Linked DNA regions of Rattus norvegicus: region 2 is linked to region 1. The links are chromatin contacts, called in public Hi-C maps. All regions are on one chromosome and are shown on one strand. The core of a region is the stretch at or near the end of the contact, and the rest is flanking DNA. Distances in the headings are between cores, read along the strand shown. Region 1 holds the start of Fgfr1op2 (FGFR1 oncogene partner 2). Region 2 holds the start of Stk38l (serine/threonine kinase 38 like).

Evidence for each region. A called contact is a pair of places that touch in the nucleus more often than the background predicts.
Region 2: a Hi-C map of liver shows a contact between it and region 1, with 3 times the contacts expected there. The contact joins the promoter of Stk38l here to the promoter of Fgfr1op2 in region 1. A contact is called at or near these places in 3 of 12 Hi-C or Micro-C datasets (Schwann cells, frontal cortex and liver) and 1 of 1 datasets of contacts at active chromatin or transcription factors (oligodendrocytes).

The regions. Positions count from the first base shown.
Region 1 is chr4:181,221,044-181,224,095 of GRCr8, reverse strand. Fgfr1op2 (FGFR1 oncogene partner 2) reads right to left here and starts at 1,798. Exons shown (of 7, transcript NM_201421.2): 1 at 1,482-1,798. Ints13 (integrator complex subunit 13) reads left to right here and starts at 1,861. Exons shown (of 17, transcript NM_001398932.1): 1 at 1,861-2,396.
Region 2 is chr4:181,363,350-181,366,363 of GRCr8, reverse strand. It overlaps Stk38l (serine/threonine kinase 38 like), which reads right to left and starts at 1,413. Exons shown (of 15, transcript NM_001083336.2): 1 at 1,377-1,413.

The DNA.
Region 1 (3,052 bases), core at 549-3,048:
TTAACAATCCCAAAAAGAACTAACCTAACCCAAGCCAGTTATTTCTAACATATGGCCAAGAGTTGGAATTTTTCTTATGCTGAGCACTATCAAAAACATTTGCATCCCATAAGATCCTAGTTGTTAAACATGATACTAACATAATATAAAATCATTTGAATGCATAGGGTATGTGCATGCATGTGCATTTGATATTATATACAATCTCCATCCACTAAGAGCAAAAGTACAATTAATTACATAAGTGTTAGGGTTACAAGGCTGCTCATGTTCATGCTCAAAGCAGGTAAGGGCTTTTGGGTTCTAATATTCTGATTTTTAAGAGACAGAATTTTTATAGCAAATTCTTTAGAATGATTACATTATAAATAGTATATAATAATAATGCTTGCTATGAGCCAACACTGAACTAGCATTTGTTTTAAACATGAGTAAGACACGATTCCAGATTCAAGTTCAAGCTGGCAGGAGAGACAGGTAACTGAACAAATAATGCATCCTAATAAATACTGCGGAATTATGTCAAGAGCTCTGGGAGTTCACTGTGTTATCGATGTCACCCGAGGGAGTCTAAAAAGACGTAGGGTTTTGAGAGACGATGAGACAGAAGGAAAACCAAGCATCCCAACAGACTATCTGGGTTCACACAGCAGTGGCGGAAATGTGAGGTATGCTTGGGAAACCCCCAACAGCCGGGCATAAGTGGATGGTAAAAAATTAGGGGCGGCAACAGGATGGCCCTGAAGAGGTAAAATATGATTTAAGATAGGACGGTAAAAAGCCCTGACGGATCGGTAGGCTTAAATTAGAACTTGAAAAAGTTTAAGGAGAGAGAATGCATTTCACAGTAAGTATGGAAGGCTGAGGCGGGCACACCGGTTTGGGGTGGAGGAAGGGCAACTGTCATAGTCACAGTGAAAGAAGCAAAAAATCTGGTGCAGTGTGAGTGGAATACAGAGCCTTAGACAATTCTGAGGTCCGTGTTCTGGAAAGGGGGACGGTACTACGATCAGGGACCGGAAGAAAAGAGACAGGGTCCTCACTCTTGTCAAAGATGACAGTGGCAATATACGGCATGAGTCTTTCAAAGAATGGGATAAAGAAAGAATGCGTGCGGATCACACACACAAATAAGCATCCAGCCCCCACTCATCACTCTGGAAGCAGAGGAACTGCACTGTTCCTGAAAATGGTGGAAAGCACACACTTGGAGCTTCTGAAACATCTGTCTGAGGGAAGCCAGTTGTTCCAACTTGGAACAGAATTTGGAAGGGCGCTGAGGGATTCAAACGATCTCAGCAGCTCCCTCAGGATCGTGGCTAAGTCCCAGTCGCAAACGCGGTCGAGTGCGCTGAGGCAAACTCAACACCGACAAGTCCCTCCAGCCACCGCCCACGGAGCTCCGGAGTGGCAGGAAAGGAAACCCGGAAAGGGTGTCCCGTGGCCTGCAGGCCCGGGGGTTTTCATGGAACTTTCCGTACCTCTGTTCCCGGCAGGAGCTCAGTGAGAGCACGGAGACAGGGAGCCCGGCTCAGAGGTTCACCCACTCGTGTTTTTCCACTCAGCTTCAGTCCCCCTCAGCCGTCAGAGACGGCGACCACCACCCGCGAGATGGAGGCGCCCAGAGAGTGCTCTCCGCGGCCTCGCTGCGCCTGCTCAGCGAGCGGACACACAGCCCTGCTCACACAGCGGCAGGGAGGATCCGGCAGCCCGCTTGCCTCGGCTCCATCCCGGGCGGACCAGAACCTCCGCTACTGGCAGCCACACAGCGACAAGCCTCGCGAGACTTCCCTCCGCGAGTTACCGAAAGCCCCGCCCCCTGCAGGCGGCTGGCTGTTGATTGGTGGATGGGTAGGGGGCGGGGCTTCCCTCTTCTGCTCTCACGGGTTTGCTCTGGCGGCTCGCACTCTCTCGCGCGTTTTCCGAGGGGCTACCGGTCTGGACTGAAGGCGGAGAGGGGAGCTTGAGTGGGTGCGCTCTGCCTGTGCAGAGCCGAGGCCGGCTTATCCCGGCTGCGGCTAGTACTTTGGGGGTTCTCTCAGGTGGTCCTGACCATTCTTCCCAACGGTCGATTGGGAACAATCGTTAGAGCCTTCTTTTTTTTCCCCTCACTTGCTCCGCCCTCTTCCGGTTCGGCCTCTGGTAGCCTCTAAGGGGAAGGGGAAGATGGCGGGACTGTGCGAGAGCGCCGTGCGCACGCGCGAGCCCGAGTGCGCTTTGGTGGGTGCACGCGCATGCGCGCGCTCCTGCGTTTAAGAAGCCGGAGTGTTGGGCGATGAGCCGGGCAGTCAGTCTTCTGCGGGTGGTACCAGACCGTCTGTGCGCCGACTCCCCACCCACCCTCGTCTGCCTTCTCCCTTAGCCTCCGTTCGCTCACTACAGGACCAGGCACGAAAGTAAGCGAACCTCGACGCCGAGGGCTTTCCCGTCCACTCACCTTGTCCCCCCCCCCCCACCCCTCTACCTAGCAGCCAGGTGTGTGCAGAAGGTTGCAGACAGGGACTTTGGGCGGGGAGAGGCGGTGCGCTCCAGAGCAGCCGGAGGTAATAGCGGGTCCCTAAGATGCTTCGTTACACTTGCTCTGTTTCCCATGTGCTTTTAGAATGTAGATTTTTAAAAAAAAATTTTTTTTGCTCTAAAATTTTAAGAGCGAAGCGGGGCAGTGCACCACGTGTGTGTGTGTGTATACATGTATATATATGTGTGTGTGTGTGTGTATATATATATATATATATATATATATATATATATATATATATATATATATAAAAGTTTTAGAAGTGTTTCCTCCTCATCTGCATGAGATAGCATCTGTTCTGGTCTACATGGTGAATTACTGTAGTGTATTGCAAGTTGAGGGAGAGGATGAGAGTTTGGGCCATAGGAAGACCCAATATGCAAGTTACCTTAGGAGATGTGTGTGTATTTGGGGTTATACTTTTGCTGTCAGTCTTTTCCTGTGGATTTTCCTCGGCCCCTAAGAAGGGTCAGCATAAATACATTTGAAGAATGGATCTGTGGTTTGTGGGCATAGGAATCAAATACAATGCGT
Region 2 (3,014 bases), core at 164-2,663, 140 kb before region 1:
TTCTTAATGTCCCACTTTCTGAAATTAAAATCTAGTATTTAAAAAGCTGCAGAGTTCAGTTTTTGAGAAAGAACTTAGTTGGGTAAGGAGGAGATTAAATTTTAAAGCTGCTTTAAATAATAAAAACTGCAAAGAACATCTTTTTATTTGCAGTCTTAGTTTCTATTCCTTGGCTTATTTATAAGCAAACTCAAAAAAACAAATGCTGGGGCTTCCACTATTCAGTTTAATGTGTTTTTTCTGAGTCTAATTTGTTCTTAACTTAACAGCAAAGCCTTTCAAAGGAGTACGGAAACTACGCCGAACTATGCTTCTCATTCTAAACACATTCCAATAAATGGGAAACCAATCAGTACTCTAGGAGAAAAACATCCAGCAGAGTGAAGGTACACACCAAACTTTTATCCCTTGTACTTCGGAGGCCAGGCTTTTCAAAATAAAAGTATTTTTATGACCGCGTGCAATATCGTAATTTATCCTATCTTGAACTAAATTATCTCTCCAAATAGACACGAGCGCAGCTAACTCAAATAAAATGTCTCTAGGCCACGAGGGAGAGAGCATAATAAACTTATTTGTTTTATATATCCTGAGGCATAAGAGAAAAACCTTTCCATGTATGCTTGTGCGTGTGACAACACAACTTGATATGCAAATAACAAGACTTATTGACTTAAAGAAGGGAGACCTGGCCGGTTTAAGACACGACTGCCAAACAAGGGTAATCACCACCTTAAAACCCTGAACTTTGTTCGCCTGGCTTCTTGGCAGTCGTGCGGCTAATACCAGACCTATTTCCATAAGTGGCTTCTACCAAAACGGATCCCGAGTTTTGCAAAGGAACCGGAGAGCGCACGGGCTCTGCACTGAGTCCCGAGGGGCGGCAGCAGCGCACTTCTGCACCAGCCGCTGCTCCAGACCCATCTCTTCACAGCGTTTCTCCAAACTTCGGGACCCAAGAGACCCCGCACCATAGAAAGTAGCATCGGTGACCGGGACACAGCCGCTCGGGCACAGTTTGACGCTGCTGTGCACCGTCAACTTTGTGCCGGCGAGTCGTGCCCTCTGCGTCCGGAGGGGACGGGAAGGTGGGCCCGGAGCAGGGTGCGCGCGGGGTTGGCGGCTTCGCTCCCGGTGCGCAGGCTGCCGCACCCGGCTCAGCGAAGGCCCGGGTGACTGACAGGAGCTGGGGGCGCGGCCCCGCCTGCAGCCCGGGGACGCCGCGCACGGCCGCGGTTCTCCGCTCCACCGGGGAAACCAGGGCCGGACGCCGCGGGCCGTGCCGCGCCAAGCCCCTCATACCTCCACGCAGCGAGCGCCGCCCTAGCCCCGCGGCCCTGCCCTGTGCCCGCGCTCGCGCCCGCGCCCGCTCTCACCTGCCGGTGTCGCCCGCTCCCGCTCAGCCTCCTCCTCAGCCACCGCAGCCAGCGGCGCGCGTCTGTCGCGCCAAGCCCCGCCCCGTTCCCGCCCCGAGAGGCGGTGCCAAAGCGGCCGCACCGGAATCTCGCGAGGCTTGACTCCTAGATCTTTAAGGGGTCGGCCCTGACGTCATACGCTCCCAGGCGGAAGTAGCCTTCTGGCGTCAGCGCCAGTCTTAACCCCCCCCCCCCCCACACACACACACACACACACAGCCCTTCGCCGGCGGAAGTGCAGGTTGGTCCAGGAGCCTGTGGTCAATCCAGTCACTACTGGGCGAGGTCTAACATCTTTGTCCCATGGCCCTCTCTAGTTAGAAGTGGTTCCGCCTGACCCTGAGAGGGGCCTGGTGTGAAACAGCACGGCTCAAGGCTGTGCAAAAATGGCTCAAAAGAGGGGAGATCACCACTGTAGCAGCTCTGTGACTTCCATGTCTCTGTAACTGGACCCGAAAGACTTAGAAGGAGTTAGAATTTAGGAGGGCCACAAGAAAATTGCCAGCATACACGAAAACTTTGCTAAACTTACCTGAAAATCCCAGAAGAGCTGGCAACGTACCATACAACATTAGGCTGGAAAATTGCCATCGTTTTCTTCCCTTTCCTCCCGATACCCGAAAATGAGCAAAGAGCCAAACACTATACAATGTGTGTGCTCTGCACGCTCCTTAAGTGCTACTATACACCATGTGTCCTACGCACACCTATGATCAATTTATACATCCTGCACGGATTAACGATAACCATAGGCTTCAGCAAACTTAACAACATTCACTTAAAGCACAAAAACAGACAAACTTTAAAGCCAGGTACAGTGGCTCATGCATGTAATTCCACCACCCAGGAGGCTGAGACAGAAGCTGCAGCGACTTTGAGATCAGCCTGGGCTACATAGTGAGTTCGAGCCCGGCTAGAGCAACAGAGTGAGACCCTCAATAGTACAAAAGCAGGCTCAAGCTTCTCTTTGACTTCTCCAGACAAGGACCATACCTCCCAGTGGGCCAAAGCTTCACATACACAGCACTAACACTACAGAGAAACTGCTAGCCTCCGGAGCGCCACACAGTGAGGGTGGTGAGAGACCTCACTGGCTACTTAGAATAGCATTCGGTTTAAAACGTATGAATCATTTATTTCTGGAATGTTCCACTTCGTATTTTTGGAACATGGTTGACTGTGGGTAATCAGAAACTGGGGGTGGGGTGTGGGTGGGGGTTGAATCTGTGGATAAAGGGAGAAGAGAGTGTGGTATTTGGAAAATTGCTTTCCTGTGGGATGATGCAGGGAGAGTTTTAGGAATGTGACACGGTTGTGCTTAAGGTAAAACTGGTCTTTAAGTAGGACCAATAGGGGGTTGGGGATTTAGCTCAGTGGTAGAGCGCTTGCCTAGCAAGCGCAAGGCCCTGGGTTCGGTCCCCAGCTCCAAAAAAAAGAAAAATGAAAAAAAAAAAAAAGTAGGACCAATAGAATCATTCCCAATCACTATTGACAGCCTCATCCTTTCAACAATGGAGTTTTATGAGACACCCTTAGCTTTTACACGATTGTTTGCAAGGACTAGAGGCTGGCCAATGATTCAGAACCCCTTCTGCTCTT